Linked DNA regions of Zea mays: region 1 is linked to region 2. A link is a contact called in public Hi-C data. All regions are on one chromosome and are shown on one strand. Each heading gives the region's core, a stretch centred on a gene start, on an enhancer-like site or on the middle of the called end of the contact. The rest is flanking DNA. Distances are from core to core; before and after follow the strand shown. Region 1 holds the start of LOC542220 (glutamic dehydrogenase 1). Region 2 holds the start of LOC100275300.

Region 1 (5,310 bases), core at 2,760-5,259, 430 kb before region 2:
GGGACACCACCACCATATGCAGCAATGTATGCACAAGGTACACCATAACAGCAGGCACCAATGCCACCGGTAATGTACCTCATTTTACATGAGAGCATGTTCTTATTGTGCTAATGCATGGTTGATATAGTAATGAACTAAAATGTCCTTGTTTTTTTGTCAGGGTTCACACCCATACAGTTCTTATCCTATGCAGTCACCAAACGGACAGTTCAAACTCCAGTAAGTTAATGGGCGCCTTTTATTTGATCTATTGATTGTTGCAGAATGGATGCATAATTTCACTGTTTCCTTTCTAAAGCTTTTCATCTCAACTGTTATATGTCATTTATATTTATTTGTTTGAGTCCTGTTTATGCCATCTGTCTCCTCAAAGCAGATAAGAATCTCTTGGCTGCTCACCTGTCGCATCTTCCCCGATTCAAAATCGTCCTGGTCGCATCTTCCCCGATTCAAAATCGCCCAGTTGAGTTTTCCAATCCTATATTTTTTTCTCGAAAGTTTTCCAATCCTATATTCAGTTTGCAGTAACACGATTTTTGCATTTAGCCATTTTTTATTTTGTTGTATACTTTCGTACTGCTTCGTAGACAGCAAGCAATGATTATTGAAACTAATAGTAAGAAGAATGCCCCATCTATTGACTCCAAAGCCCACGTTCTTTTGTAATTCTATAGTGAAACTTTGTCAATTATTAGGGTCCTAGATTCAGTGACCGTTTATCCACCCCATGTCAATGTCTTGCAACTATATGTTCATCTTAAATGCAGTTCTTTTTTTTTCAATTGGTGAATAAATAAAATATATAGCCTTGTAAGGCTGACCTGGTTTCACTACGTTCTGGTTTCCCATGTTTACATCTAGCACCTTTGAACTGAACATGTGTCATTTAAGATACGAGAGTTGAGTAGTATTGTTTGATGTAAATCTCTACCACTATAAAACACCTTTCTACCGTTGGCATGCGTTAACACAGTGATAATTTGCAAATGCAAATTAGCACTTTGAACTGCAAAGAGGTCTACTGTTCATATTATTTCCTATGAGGTAGTATGTCTATGCGTTAACACAGTGATAATTTGGTAGTATGTCTTTTGTCTGAGCAACTTCTGTTGTGGTTATTGTTTATAATAATGGCCTACATGTAGTATTCATTTTCTCTGTAGTATAATAAGCCCATTAAAACAATTGAATGCCATTGTCCGTGCATCCATTATTTTTTGTGAATGTGCTATGTACATGTAATAGTGTAGGGGCTCTTCTATTCCATCGTAGTACACTATCTTTTTTACTGAACTTTTTTTTGGAAATCCTATGACTCACTTTTTTAGGTCCTCTCCGTTGGACTTTTGGTAAAGTCACATAAATCTTAATCTTACGAATTGCTAATTGGTTTATACTAATATCGTGTAGAATTTTTAGTTAAAATTATTCAGACATTAGTAATATAAATTTTATTTATAAGGTAGTTCACTTTGGGTTTCATATGATATGTGAATTTATGTGATGCAGTATCTGGTACAAATAATTGTTGATGAATATAACATTTGTATATTTGTGTAAGGTACAATCAGGCCATGACTAATGTGCAATCATGTGTAAATGTAAAAACAAGTATCTTAGTATGTTGGATCATGATCCAGCCTTTTCTTTTTATGCTTCTCTGGATGTACCATTGAACACAAAGATAAATAAACATAAGAGCACTAATATTATCGAATATTTTATATGCCGTTGCAACGCACGGGCACATAACTAGCACTGATCATACAATTGCGATACAGATTTTGGAGATATGTGACAAACGCCATGCCCTGTGCATTAGAGAAGATACAGAATCGCCATGCCCTGTACAAGACAGTGAGCCAAATTCTTGTTCATTTTGCACTATGATACATATTGATTCATTAGGCCCTAGGTTGGAGGTTGTGACTGATGAGTTGGGAAGGGATTACTTGATTGGTGGTGTACAATTCTTGGACTGGATACATGTTCCAGTTTTTGGTCCATTAGTTCAGGAATTGTTTCATTTACATGTATATTCAGTACACTCGTATAATGGAAACAGGCAAATCTCTATCTCATTCTTTGGTTATTGTGTTATTATACGGTTCCGTTGCAACGCACGGGCACTCACCTAGTAAAGAATTAAGAATGTACTAGGTAGAGTAATCTCTACCTAATCACGAGAGAGAATCTCGTACTCCTCCCGTCTTTCAAATTGTATGTCTGTTCAAACTTTTCTGTTTTGTTTTGGTTTTGTTTTGGAGGTTTAAGACGTGTATCAGGTCTGATAAAAAAAACATACAGAGTATTGTAGGTATCTGTAACATCAAACAGATATTTACGATAAAAGTACAGCTAATAATTAATCTAACGATATTTTCCCAATAACATAAATATTATATTCTTTTATTATAGTATAAAAATTGATCAGATCGACTACCTTATACTCCCTCCGTTTGTTTTTAGTTGTCGCTGAATAGTTCAATTTTGCACTATCTAGCGACAACTAAAACGAAACGGAGAAATTATCGGTTAAGAAAGCTAGAACGAACTTACTTTTTTTAAAAATGGGAATGACATGGGAAGGAGAGAGGAGCACGTAAATTCTAAAGCGGCCAACTTGCATGCAGATCGCATCATATTCATGACGTGGTTCCCCGTTTGTGTGTGTGTTTGAGCTTTGTTTTGGCAACCGCGGATGATGCAGGATTAGAGATGGCAATGGGCCCCGATCCACGATTCCCCGCGGGGAATTCCTCCATTAGGGGATGAGGATGAGGAAGGTTCTCCCCCCATAGGAATGTAAACGAGGAAAAATCCTCCCCCGATGGGTAAACGGGGACGGGATAAGGAAACATTCTCCATCCCCGTTCCCCGCGGGGACCCGTTAAACTTATATATGATGATGTTTTCATGTAATATATAATAATAAACATAAATAATTATATTGTTAAGAGATAACTCATTGTATAAATTTGTTATTTTGATGTACACATAATGAGTTCTAACATCTGACAATGTATATAAGTGATAATGTTTTGTATTAATAACAAAGAAAGTGTGTCATAATTATAATTTAAGCGGAGACGGGGATCCCCGATGGGGATTTATCCCCGTGGGGAACGGGGATGGGGAAGAAAAGCCCCCGCAAGAGTTCGTGGGAATTCCCGCGGGAGAATTTTTTTTGTCGCGGAGACGGGGTACGGGGAGCCAAAACCCGACGGGGATTTCCCCGTTGCCATTCCTATGCAGGATATATGTTCCCATCGTGACCGTGCACGCATTTTGGCTGGGATTTTGGAACGCTGTACGATTCTTCCATGGGGATAACGACGACGGTGTACGTCCCACGTTGATCACACTTATCAGGACTTAGGAGACATTCCAATCATCAATTCCAGGAACACGACTGAACTTGTAAATAAAACCCCGCAGCGCTTTTATATCGCTTTTATATAGAGTAGATGTTTTACCCATTAATATACCGCAGGTATACCCAGTATAGAAAACTTCTCGTATCCATCTTTATATCGGATAAAATCTATTGATTATTCGAGTTTCGGGTAACTATTGGCATCTCTCCGTATACAGTGCTAAATAATAAGGGTTGGAATGCCGCGTCATGCCGTCATCACGACGAGGCTGGACCTGCTGGACGTACTCCTCTCCACTCCATGGCAGTGGCATGCCCTTTTCCGTCAGAAAAAGCCGGAGAAACGGGTGAAACCCAACCGTCAGATCATCGACGACGACGGCGAAGGTGCCAAAGCTCCCCCGCTCTTTCTTGCCGTCATTCATCAGATCAGAGAAAAAGAAAACACGGGATGGAAATGGAATGAGATACACGCACGCACCGAACCCAACCCAACCCAACCCCAAAGCAGTTGGAATTGGAATCCCAGGCGGATCCAATTCTGCCAATTGCAAGCACCGTCGGCCCTGGCGTCATCGCCCAATTACCTCTCCCTCTCCTCCCCACGCCGGCCGGAGAAACCCCCCACCCAGCACCAGTTCCCAACTCCTCCCCCCACACACTCTATCCTCCTCGCCGCCTGGGGCACAGTCACAGAGTATTTCCCCCCCATTCTCCATGCATCGCACGAGTGTCTCCTATAAAACCCCGCGCAACCCCCCCGCTCCGACGGCACGCACGGACGACGCACCGCACACTACCCGGCGGTGGAACTCCTCGCCCGCGTCGCTGCTCCGGTCTCCGCGCTGCTAGCCGCCGACTGTAATAACTGTAAGGCTCTCCGCCTGCGCCCGTTCTCCGCGCTCGTTCTCGCCGCCGTCGTCCGTGTTTTGCCTGATTCAGCAGTTCGGCGAAACCGGTGCGAAGATTGATGATCTGACGACGAGAGCCTCAAAGTTTCTTCTTGCGGTCTTAGTTTATTTATTGCTACAGTTGCAGCGATCGACAACGCCCCCCCTACCTTGTTGGCTGGCGCAACTAGTTAGGTCAACCGAAACTTGCTGCTGGGGTTGCCTCCGGTTCTAAATTTTTTTTAGCACGGGAGTTTATTCTTCTTTACATGATTGGTACACCATGCGATCAACGTGCGTCGCTCCGTTCTCTTCAAAAATTGAATCTGTTGCTAATTCTAGAGAACAGTGCTTGGCTTGGCTGACCTCACCTGTTTGGTTTGTGGCAGAATCTCAAATTATTATGGGTCGCCTTCTCTCTCTCTCTCTCTCTCTCTCTCTCTCTCCCCCTTCGTCCAGCAAATACACACACATACACACGTATCATGTTCCATTGGCTTCACATGTCACCAGTCGTATGCTATATCACTTCGAATGAAATCGTGTAAATCATCAACTTGTCTTATTCTTCAGACGCCTGCACCCTGCAGGATCATGCTTTGCGTCTGAACACTTTAATTCATCATGTATAGACAGTGCCCTCCTAGCTTTCAGTGGGAATTAGAAGATTCGGCAGATTATCTCTGAAAATTCACCTTACGAGAGCTTCGGATTAAAACCGGCTGTTTAGACTGCTGCAGTTACAATCCATAGAGACAAAAATACTGTATAAACAATACAAGCCGGTACGGATTAAAGCCAAACAAACAGACAAAACTAAAATGGTATTGTAATACACGGCCCCGCTAGCATCTCCAAATCCTAGGTTTGATTTCTCTCGTGGACGAATTTTCTGACTGTATTAAATAAATTCCCTTGTTGTGTCTCATCCGCTCTCGGTTTACGATGTTTTATACACCACCTTCTGATTGGGCCATTGCAGAGTAGATGGTTGGCACGACTCGTTAATAATAAAGGGCCAGAGTTCGATAATTTTCTCGG
Region 2 (4,910 bases), core at 1,811-4,310:
ACATTTTTTGTGTTGCCTTGTTCTTAATTCTTAGCATTTGAGAACAAGTCCCCAACAGGCACTACTTTCCTCCACTTTGTGACTACCTTCTTCAAGACTTTCCCAGGACTGTCGTCCAAGTTACGCTTCTTGGATAATGGCATAAAGTCATCATCCTCATCAGCAGCTCGCCTTGTTTCGGGTCTAACAGTCTCCGCCGGAACACGGGGTATGTCAACGCTGAAGCACTCTTGAGTAGACTGGATTATAATCTGTTTTGGATTAGAAGGAGGTCGATCTACGTTCTTCATGTCTGATGTTCCTGCCAAATGAAACAACACATATACATAAAATACGTAAAGGATCAATAAAAAGATAAGCGCAAGTCAATTCAGTTCAGTTCATGACCATGCATCCATTAGATCCCAACAAATCATGCAGCATCACTACTAAAATTGTAAATTGCATAATTCTGTCAACAAAGCAGCATAACACAGTATTGTAAATTGCATAAATGTGTGAGACTAAATGGATCAAAAAAAATCTGCTCATATGCGACATCCAATTAATGTATAACCTGGTTATTTCGTGCGTGCTGACCCAAATTGAACAACAAGATGTTTATGGCATAACATATTGATGTATGTATCATACTTCTGTCAACAAAGCAACATAAACAGAGTATTGTAAACTGCATAAACGTGTGAGAGATTGCATACTATAAATTTGTGTCTCCGTTTAACTATAAATTTATGCTGAATTGGTTTTTGATAAATCAAGCAATTGGCAAAATAATAAGGTGAAACCTATTTACGATTCAGATTGTAAGAGTTAAAGGTTGATGACTTACCGGAGTGTGGATGTGCCTGGAGGCCAGCCGAATTCGGGACCCCTCTGCAGGGGACAACCCAAGGCGACGCGCGGCTGTGTCAAATGCGTAGGGGACTCGACGTTGGGGACGGAGCTCGCGACGGCGTAGGGGACTCGGCGTTCGGCCACCGCGGTGGAGAAGATCGAGGTCTCGGTCTCTGCGGAGGAGAAGAACGAAGGGGCGGCACAACCGCCTCCACGATTCCGGGTCCCTTCCCGGAGACGAAGAATAAGGCCACGGCGTGTATACGGCGGAGAAGGCGAGTCCGGGTCTCTGCGGTGGTGAAGGAGAATGCGACGGCGGTGGAACGACGGGGGGAGAATCTCTGTGTATTCGGCGGGCGCGGTGGACAAGAAGCTCACGGCGGCGATTAGTCTAGGGTTCGACGGGCGCGGAGGAGAAGTAGCAGACGGCGGCGGATTTGGCTAGGGTTCGGCCGCCGCGAGAGTTACGGGAGAGATGAGCTGAAAAAATGAGTGCTCGGTTCCTTGATTCGTGGGCCCGATAGACGTAAGCTACCCAGATTGCGGGGACACGATCTTTTCGTGGGCCCGGATGCCGCGAAACATGCGCACACCAAAAGTGTGTAAAACGTAACAAGATTGAGCATAACGCGTAGTTATAATTGACGTAACTAGGTGGTACAGTCAGCCAAAAAAGCGTGCGCGCCTGGTCGGTACGGTGCGGTCAGCGCACCTGGTCGGTTTCTGGTCGGGGCTTCCATTAGTTAGAGAGAGCCCAGGGCTCTAAATACTATATATATATATATATATATATATATATTACATTCGTTCACAAATATATGACACCATTGACTTTTTATTGAAAATTTTGACCACTTGTATTATTCAAAAAATATAATCTTAAGTCAAGCACAAACTACCTTAGGTGATAAAATAAATCACAAAAAAATAAATATTAACTTATTATTTTTTAAATAAGATGAGTGATCAAAGTTTTTTAAAAAAAGTCAACAGTGTCTTATATTTATGAACATATGGAGTATATAGCACGGGCGCACGACATAAGGCCATCGGCCTTCTCACAGCAAATAAATGGGCGGTCGATGCCAATGCTCACGGCGCCGACACACTGCCACCTAACAAATAACTCAGCTATGGAAACGAGATTTAGGCGTCATCTATATTGACGTCGTGACTTGTAACCTCGACGTAAATAGTGATGGCGCCGAGATAAGAATCCATTTTTTAAAATTTTAAATTAGAAAGGGTGTAGTAAAAGACTGTCAGCAACGTCGCCAGGTGTCCGCGATTGTGGCACCACCGACTCGCCGAGACGTCTCTCCACCGTGACACCGACACGGTCCTGTGCGCGGCTGTGAGCCTGTGAGTAGGGATAGCAATAGGTATGGGTATGGGTATGGGTAAATAACCGCGGATAATTATCCATTGGATGCGGGTATGGTGGAATTTGGTATCCGTGGGTATGGTTATGGATATAATAAGGTATCCGCGAATAATAAGGCCCGATTGCCATCCTTGCCTGTGAGACAGTTGAGCACTGAGCCTGTATCTGCACGGTCGCCAGCGCGAGAGGCTTTGCCCACTGCCCATCCACCTCCGACTCCGACCCCGTGGAGACGCGCACGGCGCACCCAACCTTTTTGCTGGACAGGACAGGACTTGGGTGCCAGTTGCCACGGAGGGTTCTGCTCTGCGGGAATTAGGGACAAAGTGCAGCTGCAGCTGCAGGTGGAGGCCGGCTGTGTCTGTGCGAGCTGCATTTGCATCATTAGGATTAGGGACGTGCGTTTGGTAGAATTGAGTAGTGGCGCGCAGTACGAAGGATATGCTTCACCAATCACATGGGCCATTAACGCCGTCGATCTGCTGGTACTATACTAGTCGAATTGGCGATTGGTAGATGGCAGTAGTAGCAACCCAAACCCATGGGCCATGCTGATCTGCATCGCAGTTTTGCAGGGACACGACACGAGTCAACGAGGATAGTCGTCGCAATCAAGCGAAGGAGAGGAGAGGATACAAGGCAAGGCAAGGCAAGGCAAGGCAAGGCAAGGAGTCAAGGACGGTTGCGATTACGATTATGATTACAATTACGATTACGACGGCGAACGTCCATCAATAAGAGAAACGGGCCCGTGCGCCCACCCAAACCCAACAACTCCAAACCCGAAGCCCCCACGGCGCAGGCCTAGGTGTAGGCGGCGCGGACCAGGGCCGGGCCGCCGGAGGCGCGCTACTTGGCGGCGGCGCAGGGGAGATGTGCGAGGGGAGGCGGCCGGTGGACGCGAGCCGGGCGGGGTGGGCGGCGGCGGCGGAGCTGCGGCGGAGAGAGGCGGCGGCGCGGGCGCGCCTGGCGGAGGCGCTGGCGGAGCTGGAGCGCGCGCGGGCGCGCGCCGCCGAGCTGCAGCGGCGCATCGAGCAGACATACGGCAAGCGCCGGCGCCTCCTCGAGGAGACCCGCGGCCGGATCCACGAGATCCACGCGCGCCTCCACCAGGACCAGGACCGGGATCAGGAGCAGGAGCAGGAGCCCTCCGCCAGCGGCACTTCCTCTCCGTCCTCGTCGTCGTAGGTGCGTGCGGCTCTCTATCGACAAACTCTGCCTATCCTGCCGCTTTGCTCAGCACACGCTTGGAATAGGAATCTGGATGAGCACTTGCTGGCAGTGATTTGACTGCGGCCCGTCTCCGATCGAGCAGCAGTACCTTGCCGATTCATTTTCTTGTTTAGTTCCCCTGTGTGTCTGCTCCTGATCCTGATCGAACAGTAATGGCTATTAACAAAATCCGATTATTTTATGCAGGGAACAAGCGAGTTGGCGCTGGATCATCGATGGTTTCTACTGCTACGCCGCGCGCTTCTTTCCCGTTTCCTCTTGTCTTATCGTTAGCTTGCAAGCTTGACTTTGGCCATGTACCGTAGCTGTAGTATACACGACTCTCTCTGACCTACAGAACGTCAGAAAATTGCTCAGTGACTGAATTGGATTGGGAGTTAGTTCTAGAAACACTCTAATCAGACTAATAAAATTCGTTCACTGCTGTGTTGGCTCGTGACTGAATTCGTCACGAGATAATTCTCACTCTCTTTACAATCGCTTTTCTTCACGGTGAGTAATCGCTCTCACGAAGAAAGAATAGTAAGGCGATGTGACCCAACCATTGGGGCTAAAAAAAAGCACTCTCACGACCTGGCTCGAGTCGGAGAGGTTAACGAGACCGAGCCGAGCCTACTTTTATAGCTCGTTTAAACACGAGCTTAAGTCGGAGAGGTTAACGAGACTAAGCCGAGCCTATTTTTATAACTCGTTCAAACACGAGTCGAGACGAGTCTGAGAAAATCCGAGTCAGCTCATGAGCCGAATAGATCATGCAGTGCTATGGCACGACACTATTACATTACTATGTTATTGATTTATTTTCTTATTTTACGGACATAATAGTATAGATATAGTTTAAAATATGTTTCTAAATTTTTGATACATATTTTTTAAATTTTATTTATAATAAAAATATACAATTTATCTTGCAAAGAGATTTAGGGTCTGTTTGGTTCGTGGCTAACTATGCCACACTTTGCCTAAGGTTAGTCGTTCGAATTGAAGAACTAACCTTAGGCAGAAAAGTTAGGCAAAGTGTGGCAAGTGAGGCTGCGATCCAAACATGCCCTTAGTGCGGCCATTCGTGAACCTTAAGGAGCCCGAGCCTGAAATTCGAGTGACCGAGCCGCACTTCCAGCCCTACCAAACCATCGCACCGAAGCGCAGTCAGTTGTCATGCTGAAAGGCAAGATGACCTCAATCCCAAGGAAAGGATATCCGCGATGCCACCAGCCAACTCGCAGTCTTCACTTTGGCAAACCAAAGCTCAGTGCTGAGTTGCGCAAAGGCTAAAGGCAGCGCACAGTAGCACACGTCTTTGGCAACTAGTTCATACTGCGCTGTACGGTTGGGCTATGGCGTAAGAAAAACTATTGTCTGCTGTGTGTTATAAAAAAATATTGTTGTCTGCTGTGGGTTTTGAGGTGTAAAAACCGTTCGGTATTAGCTGTCAAAAGCCACCAAAAGTTCTCTCCAA

What was found. A called contact is a pair of places that touch in the nucleus more often than the background predicts.
Region 1: a Hi-C map of endosperm shows a contact between it and region 2, with 2.9 times the contacts expected there. The contact joins the promoter of LOC542220 here to the promoter of LOC100275300 in region 2. A contact is called at or near these places in 4 of 25 Hi-C or Micro-C datasets (bundle sheath, ear, endosperm and 1 more).

The regions. Positions count from the first base shown.
Region 1 is chr1:294,106,357-294,111,666 of Zm-B73-REFERENCE-NAM-5.0, reverse strand. It overlaps LOC542220 (glutamic dehydrogenase 1), which reads left to right and starts at 4,009. Exons shown (of 10, transcript NM_001254781.1): 1 at 4,009-4,249. LOC103644169 reads left to right here. Exons shown (of 7, transcript XM_008667362.3): 5 at 1-69; 6 at 164-222; 7 at 380-1,211.
Region 2 is chr1:293,677,942-293,682,851 of Zm-B73-REFERENCE-NAM-5.0, reverse strand. LOC100275300 reads left to right here and starts at 3,060. Exons shown (of 2, transcript NM_001149415.3): 1 at 3,060-3,406; 2 at 3,638-3,910. The coding sequence starts at 3,092. The coding sequence ends at 3,406.